Linked DNA regions of Mus musculus: region 1 is linked to region 2. Evidence: chromatin contacts called from public promoter capture Hi-C data. All regions are on one chromosome and are shown on one strand. The core of a region is the stretch at or near the end of the contact, and the rest is flanking DNA. Distances in the headings are between cores, read along the strand shown. Region 1 holds the start of 1810019D21Rik (RIKEN cDNA 1810019D21 gene). Region 2 overlaps Atp6v0d1 (ATPase, H+ transporting, lysosomal V0 subunit D1).

Region 1 (4,107 bases), core at 1,574-4,073, 590 kb after region 2:
GATGAAGGCGTCACCGGATGGCCGGCCCTGTGCACACCACCTTGTGAGCAGTTTGTCACATATAGAAAGTGCCTTACTTACACATGCATGTAGATGCCCTTCCCAAGGGTCGTCTCACCTGTTGGTTGAGCACCATATGCACACCATGAGGCCGAATGTCAGCTGCTGCCTCTCCTAGAAAACTCAGAATGTCTTCAATGGTGGCTGTGTAGGGCAGGCCTCTAAGGCGAACACAGTCCCTCCCAGTTCCTCCTGCCAGTGGAAAGGGAATGGGCAGCAGTGGAGCAGTCAGTGTGGGAAGGAGTGGACTGGCTGCATAGCGGTTAAGGACCTAGTAAGAAAAGCAACAGATTCATTACACTAAGTAGGGGACCCATGGCACATGCTGAAGAAGCAGCACATTGGGGCACAAGGAGCCTTGAGAGTGCTCACCTGCTGCACCTCGGCTGCCGTGCTCCTGAAGAGTTCAATGTATCGCTTACCCAGCATGCCTTTGTGCCTGCGCAGAGCAGCCTGTGCCAGCTCCTCACAGGCAAAGAGAGCAAAGGCATCCCCAGTAGGCCTGCCATCAGGGTGGCGGACAAAGAGCAGCCCATCAGCACCCCCAGTCACTGGGCATTCTGGCCCCAGGAAGCCTAGAACATCTGTTGGCCCGGCTGAAAAGGGTAGTCCCCGTAGCCTCAGGATCACTTGATCTTCCCGTGATAGGAAACGGGCCACCTCTAGTGATGTGCCTAGGTTGGAAGGACAGGGGTCCCTTGCTGAGTTAATCCTTGTAGCGTGCACCCACAGGGGACCCAAAAGACAGTGAGTGTAGGGAATGGGGTACAGATCAAGACAAAAGGGAACTAGGACCTTCTATGGGCACACTCACCCCCTGCAATCTTTACGAATTCCTCCCCTGTGGCTTTATATACCTGCAGGTAGAGAAACCAGCCCATAGGTCTCAGCCCTTACTCAGTTTTGCCCTGCTCCACTTCTAGCCAAAAGCCCCACCTCAATATAGCGGACACCCATGTGGTGTTTGTGTCTCTGCAGCGCTAGGTCCCGCTGCTCGCTGTCCACGAATCGGATGAGGGCCTCGCCATTTCTGCGGCCCTGGGCGTTGAGACAGAGGGCCACACCACCCCTGTGGAGCCGGGTGTTGTTAGTGCCTCCTGGGTAGGCTTGCCCTCTTACCCCTCCCATCCTGTCACACCCACCTGGCAATGTTGAGCCCTTTGAAGAATCGAGCCACATCCTGGTCTGATGATTGCCAGGGCAACCCACGGGCCCGTACTACAGTCTCATTGTCCACCACATCAGCCTTGCTGCTGTGGGGGGCAGGGCAAAGGATCAGAAATGTCCAAGGATTGTCACCCCCATCCCAGCTCCTACACTCACCAAGGGCCTGTCTCGTATTTCTGCTTTACCACTTCTGGCTTCGAGAACAACTGACCTGAGAGGAGATGGCATGGGGGTCAGCAGGGTCTGGTGGAGGAAGTCTCTCCACCAAGCTCAGCAAAAATAGGACCGGTGAGGGCATTGAGGACGCGGCAGAGGGGTTTCTACCTTGTGTTCTCTTAGAGAAGGTCACAAGTCAGCAAGGGGACTCTGTTGAAGGGATGGGCACTCACCCAGTCCTGACAGTAGCTGGCAAGCAGGGCAAGAATCTTACCATTGGACCCTTCAAGTAGGTGGAGAATAACAGCTACCATAGTCTTCACTTCCCAGACCCCAAAGTCATCTTCGGTAGCATCTGTTTCTAGTCCCAAGTCTATAGGCAGAGAAGTGACAACTGAGGTCCAGGTCTGTACATCCCACGTCACCCCGAAACACCCAGAGAATCCTAGCAAACACTAGTTGTGGCCCAGTTCATACATGTACCTACAGGTCCTCAGACCAAACACAGACATGTCCACATTCCAAATGTATCCCAAAGAATGAGGCTAAAAACATAGACCTGTCTACATTCATACAGCCCATACGGCATCATGCACATGCTTGGACATATTAGTCACCCCTCCACCTTAATTTTGATGGGTCACAGATACCCTGTGCCATGGTGCCCACTGTGAGGTCTCTGGCGGAGCAGGTGCTTGGGTGCTGCATATGGAATTCTCTGCGGAGGTCGTAGAAGGAGAAGAAGGTGTCGGGGAGCACCAGGTTCTGGGAGCACATGGGAGTGGGGGTGAATAGGTAACCTAAGGTGTTTACAACAGGGGCCTTGGGAACCCAACCGTACCCATGTGCCCTCAATGACATACCTTCCTGGAGGCCTCAGGATGCAGAACCTGTCGCAACAGCTGCTGCCCATCAGTGCAGAGCACATAGGGGCCCCCGCCCAGCAGAGCCACATCCCCGCTCACCAGCTGTGAGAACTGGGGACAGGGAGTGGAGACTCAGACATAGACTCACAGCTAGACAGCTGAAACTGGGGGGGAGGGGTAGCAGGAGGGAGGGACTCAGGCTGCAAAGCTGGTTCATCAGGATGTTCAACCCTACCCTGCCTGGGAAGTAAAAGGCCTTGCCCTAAATCCCAGGCTCCTAATCCCCACCCCTAGCCTAGTTCCCTGTCACCTCCTCTAGGCCAAATGAGAGCAGTCGCACATAACCCAAGCCCCCATTAAACACACTCCAGGAGTCTGGAGTCGGGCCAGAGCAAACACCTGGTGGAGTGAGGCAAGCAGGTGGGGAGGGGAGGAGCAAAGCAGGTTAAACCTGTCCTGGACCAGGCACCACCCTCAGACAGGTGGGGGAGGTTCACACCTGCCCGAGGGCCAAAAGGCCCATGGTCAATGGCAGCCCCGCCCCTTGGTCCGACCAACCCAGGAACAGAGCCACCAAGGACAGAGCTTCATACTTGGCCACTCGCAGCAGCCTGAGCTTTGACCCACACCCCATCGACCAACTGGCACAGAACTGTTTGCTCGTAGAGGGGGGTGGGTGGCACTCTGAAGGCTATCCAGCACGATCCGGCCCTTTCCCTTGGCAATTCTGTGACACTTTCCAATCTAAGGCCGACAGAGCAAGGCAACCAGATTTTTTTCTACAGCACCCTCCCAGGTGAGCAGTGGGCCTGGAGCCCTTCTGTAACCTGGCATCTGTAGGTCTTCTCATTAAGAACGAGAGTCAGAAGAGGAAAGGACTTAACACTCATTACAACTCAGTCATGGGGTGAGTGAGCAATGCAAACAGGGAAAACTCACTCCCACTTGGCCAGGGTGCGGGGTGGGTATGGGAGGGGGCATGCGCCTAGGCCTTTGCGCTCATTGGGCAGGTAGCCCCTAGATAATGTTCGGACAGCACCCACTCACCCACGCCTGGCCAGTCAGCTGGGACAGGCAGGCCTAAACCAGCCGGCCTCACCTAGAGGCGTCTGCCCCCGAGGCAGACACCGCCCGACGCCCTCGCTTCAGCGGTTCCCAGGAGAGCAGGCGGCAGAGACCAAGTGATCTACCGCTAAACCTGAGCCCACCTCGACCCTATTTCTGACGTGTCCTCTGCTAGCGGGGGGAGTGGGAGGGAGAGGAAGGGGCCTCGGGGGGATGGATCCCTTAGCCGCTATTGTCAACTTCCTCGGCAGGAGTGGATGTCTGTAAAGGTTGGAAGGTAAGGTGGCTCTGGGAATGGCCTAGCACGCTTCCACGCGGTAGTCGCTCAAAAGTTTCAAACAAGACCTTGTCCTACTGGCCGTGCCACTGGGTCGCGTCGCTCCAGGTCTCCCCTCCTCCCCTCCCCCTCGAAGTAGTGTCCCTGCCACTCCGCAGTTCCACCACCCACGCGGGCCCCCACGCTCACCTGTTGCAGCACTTTGTCCAGGGACTCCGCCCGCGCTAGGCTGTCTGCGCTGAGTCCACTCGCCTCGCGGCATTGTGGACTCAGGGCAGCCGCCTCGGCGCGAACTAGCGACTTGTGCAGCGTCCCCACCTAAAAGCACCGAGGGTAACCCCATGAGCCGCTGTGCCTCAACAGGCTCTGAAGCGTCCCGAGGTCCCCTCTTTCCCACCCTACCTGTCGGCTGCGCGGCTCCACCACTTGCCAAACTAGGAGGATTAAGTCGGTCTCGTCCGAGCCTAGGTCCGGCCCCAGCGCACCGGCAGTGGCCCCGAACAAAACCACCAGCGA
Region 2 (4,744 bases), core at 170-2,669:
TCTGTTCTTTCTTATTCTCACAATCTGGCTACTTTGAGAGTAAGGCATGGGTAACAGGAGGTATTCAACTCAGAAATACTTGGATTATTGTAGTAATTCAGATGGGTTTTTCAAGGAAAAAAAATCTAATTATATTGATGGCTATTGCTATAACAGTCTATAACAGTCTATTGCCTGCATTTCTACCTCCACATTGTAATAACCTTGAGACTAGACAAGTGCACAATCTTTGTAAAAGAAACATGGAAGAGAGGTTTTAGGTCAGCTGGCGGAAAGCTTACCTAGCATATACGAAGTCCTGGGTTCATTTCCTAACACTGTACAAACCCAGGTGTGATGACACATACCTATAATACTAGCATTTGGAGGCAGAAGTAGTTCAGTTGCTCAAGGCCATCTTAGGCTATAAGACCCTGTCTTGATAAAGAAAAGAAAAACAGAACTAGGGGGTGGGGTACAGACAGGACAATACTTTATCTTAGAACACTTGTCTAGTAGTTCCTTACAGCCATGCTGCTTCATAAGTCTGCCAGCTTTTCTGAATTACTTTGAGAAGCATAACTTTCTTCTTTTCTCCTCCCTTATTTAAGCATATTTTTCTTAACATACTGGGCTTCACTCCTCTAATGCCCCATTTCCCACCATGGAGCTCTGTATGCTGCCAAATGGCTGACCTCCACAATGGTTTAACTCAAACTGCATGGCTGTTTTTCCTTTTCCATTCTCCTCCTCCAGGCAGCTACTGAGATTTACAACTTGCTTGCCCTGGGGTTTTTCTTTGAAACTCTTATAAAATTGTCCTCTTAAATAAACTTTGGCTTCACTTGACTTTCAAAAAGAAAAAAGGAAAAAGAAAGATTATTAATGCCTCTGAAATGGTTTTTGTGGGTATGAAACAAATGGTTAAAAATATGAGCTATCCCACCTAATAAGTACTGAAATGAAGCAGACTTCATTTACCATGTCATAGTCGTGTCCTGATTTATATATTTGTATCTACCAGCAAACATGTTGCTACCGGAGCCTGAGGGACCAACATGAACAAGGGGTTTTGGTCCAGGGCCACCAAGTTCTCAAACGTTTACTACAAGAAGTTCTAGAGCTGACAGCAGCTAGGCCAAACTGTCTGTTTATCCATGCAGTCATAGCAGTCAGCCTAAAATTCTCTTCAGGTCAAAAGACTTCCTCTTCAGCTCCCTAGAGATCAAGACAGGCACAGGAAGGCTCCAGAGTAAAACTCAGTCCTCTGACTGGAGTGCCTCCTGTCACTGGCCCCATCAGTTCCCAGGGTAGCAAGCCCACTACCCTACTGGATCCCCTGATCCTTCATTCCTAAAGCATTGAGGATCCAGGCCCCTGCACACTCTGTCCTTCTAAGCCCTGGCACATGCTCTGGGAAGATTCCCGAGGCAAGCTATCAACTCCCACTGGGGATCCTGAAGATAAGCTCTCCAACAGCATGACACTTCCTCTATCCCAGACTTTGCCTTACATCACAAAACTTCTCTCTCAGAAGACTAGCTCAGCAACTTCCCCAACTGCCAAATACTTTCTCTTTAACAACCAGATAGTCTTCATCAAATACCTGGTACTCCAGTGAGAGTTTTCACCTCAGAAGGCCTGGACATACACAGGCTATGCAATGGTCTCCTTCCCATGCCAGGAGCAATCTTTGTGCTGGACCTCTCAGACATGTCAATTTCAAAGGCTTATCAATTAAAAGCCAGAACCTTGTCCAGAGTCTCACAGTCAAGAGTATAGAGAGGCTAGGATATCAGGCAGGCCTGGTGGGACTCTGTCAGTCCCCACCTCGGCTGTCTTTTGTTCTCTGAGCCTCCTTGAACACATTGGTAGAGCAGACCTTTTAGGTATAGAACCAGCTGTCCAAACAGCCTTTAAAGCCAGAAGAGTTGACCACTGGCTTGCAGACCACCTGGACACTCACTGCCCACTTGTCAATAGTAGGCATAGGCCCACACTCTCATGACTCAGTGACAAATCCCACTAGCATCACTTTTGACATCAACCATTACTAAAGAAGGTAGGAAAATATGCTTGGGGTTGAGCAGAACAAAGCTAGAATGCTCCTTTGTACAGCCCCACCCCTGGGACTTCACACAAGCTTCAGAGCAGACACCCCTGTGCTTCCATTGCTGCATTCTGCTGACACTGCATCGGGAGAAGCCACGGCTCTGAGCACTGCTGGAATGCAGGCGGCTGGGTGGTTTCTGCTGGAGTTTGTCAGATCAGAGCAAACCCGGGAGACTCTACTGAGAATCCTGCCCAAGGCTGGAAGAGTCTGCCTTACCAGGAAACTCATTTTTAAAAGCCCCCAGAGACAATGTCAAAGGGCCAGTTCCAGACCACTTTCTCTGGCTAAGACCCACATTTCCCTGTGACCAAGGGAAAAGGGACAGCCTGCCAGCCAAGGCAACTGGAGGGAGGGAGACAGGCTGATTCCTTAGCTCGCCCACGAGGGGACCACACAGGGCTTCTAAACCAGTTCTGACCCTGTTGGAGAAACCTGGCGCCCAGAAACAGTGGCTGGCAACCCTAAGCCCTTCAGACAGGCCTGGCCAGGGCTAGGACAAGCTGGGTTAGAATTCTCTCTCCTCAGCTTCCTGCTATTTCTGAAGGTTGTGGAGGAGGGGATGTGACTGGGAATAGAATCCAAGCATTAGGAGAGGCCTGGAACTTATAGATGCCTAGTGGGAGACTTAGCCACCCGGCCCTAGCCCAGCCCCTCAAGGGCACCCGAGGACAACAGGGGCTAGGTTTGCTATGGGACCTGGGCTCAGCAGCCTAACAGCATCAGTGACAGTCCTTGAGAGGACCAGGCATGACTGGTTTGAGGTATGAGCTGTGTTCTAGTTACAGTAGACTCTGGGGACAACACTGGTCTACCCACAAGCCCAGCTGTCTACCCCAAATTCTATCAGTGGCCCAGTGCCAAGTGTCTGGACAGTTGGGATGTCTGACAGTAAAAGACTTCCTCAGAGGCTGATTCTCAAATTGAAGAAGATGCTGCTGCGATCAGGAAAGTCTTGCTTTAGTGTGAGGTTAAACCCTAGCTCAGAGGAGACAGATTAATTCAGTGTCTACTCTGGGCTTGCTCCTCCCCAGCCCACCTCCAGAACCACCCTAAACCACCTATGCTTCCTACGTTCCTGTCTCAGATGTTCTGAGACATGACCTCCAACTCCCAGTGCCGGAAAGGCATCCTATTCTACTCCTCAGTTTCCAAGCTCAGAGTGAAGTCACCCAACTCCAATATGTCACTAACACCTTTCTTCCAGGCTCTGTGGCCCTGGAGCTACAGCTCTGTTTCTCCCAAAAGCCCATGGTCTCGGACTCTCAGCCCTTACACTGCTTTAGCCCTCGACTCGACGACTCTCTGACTTAACAGTTACCTTCCTATCATCCCTGAAAATGCTCCAGGGAAGTCCATAGGAGACCTTACTAAAAAGCCCTGAATTGGAAGTTTCCTCAGGCCAGGCTAGGAAGACTGAACAGGAAGAGACACCCCCACCCTAGAAACCAAGAGCCTCTGTCCTCCTCTTCCACAGGGTAGCCTCTGTCATCCTTGAGTTGAGTGTCAAATGCCACTGATCCAGGTCCAGCAGAGAGCTCTCTGAAGGTACCTGGGAAGACCACAGCCTAATACCCACCTGGCACAGCTATTCAGCTTATAAGCTTGCACCAGCTTTAGGCTAGCCTCATAGTTTCCATCTGTCCTGAAAACCCACTTGGTTACCCCTAATCCCCAGTTGTCTCTTTCAGTAGTAAGGGTCTGGTCACTGCTGATACTATTGACCATACTGACTGACCCCAGACTCCTCAACAGTACAGTACCATGTCCCACCAACAACCTGACCAGTGTTCTCTGCTCTGTATGATAAAATATTGTCTTGGCAGTGACTCAGCCAAGCTGTGTGAGATGGAGCTAAGCAGCCCTGCCCCCACCCTCTTCCTGAAAGCATTCCCTAAGCTTGCCAACCTGAAGGGGATCCTTCAGGTCACTCAACTAGCTCCCAGGGCCAGGTAGCACATGGCCTCCCTCTCCAGCCCTCTGGCCCTTACAGTAGTTCTCCAAGGACTTAGGCAAGCAGGAAAAGAGGGTCATGGCCTATGTCAAGGGGTTGGTCCCACATGCTTTACGGAACCAACACACTAAACAGGGTGGCCCAGATCTACAGTCACTATGGCCTCATGGTCCATCCACATAGAGCTCCTGCTGGCCAACTGGCCTGAGTGAAGTGTAAAGGGACAGTGTGTTCCCAGACTTCACTTCTGCTTTTCCAGAGGTTACTCAATGACTCTCTCCTGGGACGCTCAGGAGTTTTCAGGAATTATATGAAACCAGATGCCAGAATATGTTCCATAGAGCCTAATGTGCCAAGCCTGCAAGGGTGGCTAGGCCATTGGCCTGTTGGGTCCAAGTGAGGAATCTGCTTTGAAGGAACAAGGATCCACTTCCAATGTTATTACTTCTAGAGGTTCAAAATGAGAAAACACGGGATGGCCAGTCTGGTGATTCAATAAAGCCTGTGCCACCCTAATACTTCTGGATGAATATGCTGTGCCAAAACCTCCTCCCTAGGCTCAGGGGAGTTTCTCAGGCTCGTGTCAGCTCTAAAACAGATGTGTGCACTGGCTGGCTGGATCTGCAGGGTCAGAGTACCACATCTGGAACACACGCGTGGGAGCCTCTGCATGAGAACTATTAACTCTGGGTTTACCTAAG

What was found. Promoter capture Hi-C pulls out the DNA fragments that hold promoters and counts their contacts.
Region 1: a contact with region 2 is called in a promoter capture Hi-C map of pre-B cells, with 7 times the contacts expected there. The contact joins the promoter of 1810019D21Rik here to the enhancer-like site in region 2. A contact is called at or near these places in 6 of 39 promoter capture datasets (embryonic stem cells, fetal liver, hippocampal neurons and 2 more) and 1 of 9 other capture datasets (adipose tissue).

Annotation. Positions count from the first base shown.
Region 1 is chr8:106,132,577-106,136,683 of GRCm38.p6, forward strand. It overlaps 1810019D21Rik (RIKEN cDNA 1810019D21 gene), which reads left to right and starts at 2,824. Exons shown (of 4, transcript NR_040346.1): 1 at 2,824-3,045. It overlaps Esrp2 (epithelial splicing regulatory protein 2), which reads right to left. Exons shown (of 15, transcript NM_176838.2): 1 at 3,994-4,107; 2 at 3,781-3,909; 3 at 2,247-2,360; 4 at 2,034-2,148; 5 at 1,658-1,756; 6 at 1,384-1,438; 7 at 1,203-1,313; 8 at 997-1,129; 9 at 875-917; 10 at 433-734; 11 at 119-331; 12 at 1-27.
Region 2 is chr8:105,542,547-105,547,290 of GRCm38.p6, forward strand. All of the region lies in intron 1 of Atp6v0d1 (ATPase, H+ transporting, lysosomal V0 subunit D1), which reads right to left. Among named protein-coding and RNA genes, the nearest start is that of Atp6v0d1, 21 kb to the right of the region's middle. Within about 2 kb of position 1,420, at least 69 of the 459 cell types and tissues checked have an H3K27ac peak or open chromatin away from gene starts, as enhancers often do. A contact at or near this core is called in adipose tissue and pre-B cells, where this site is marked.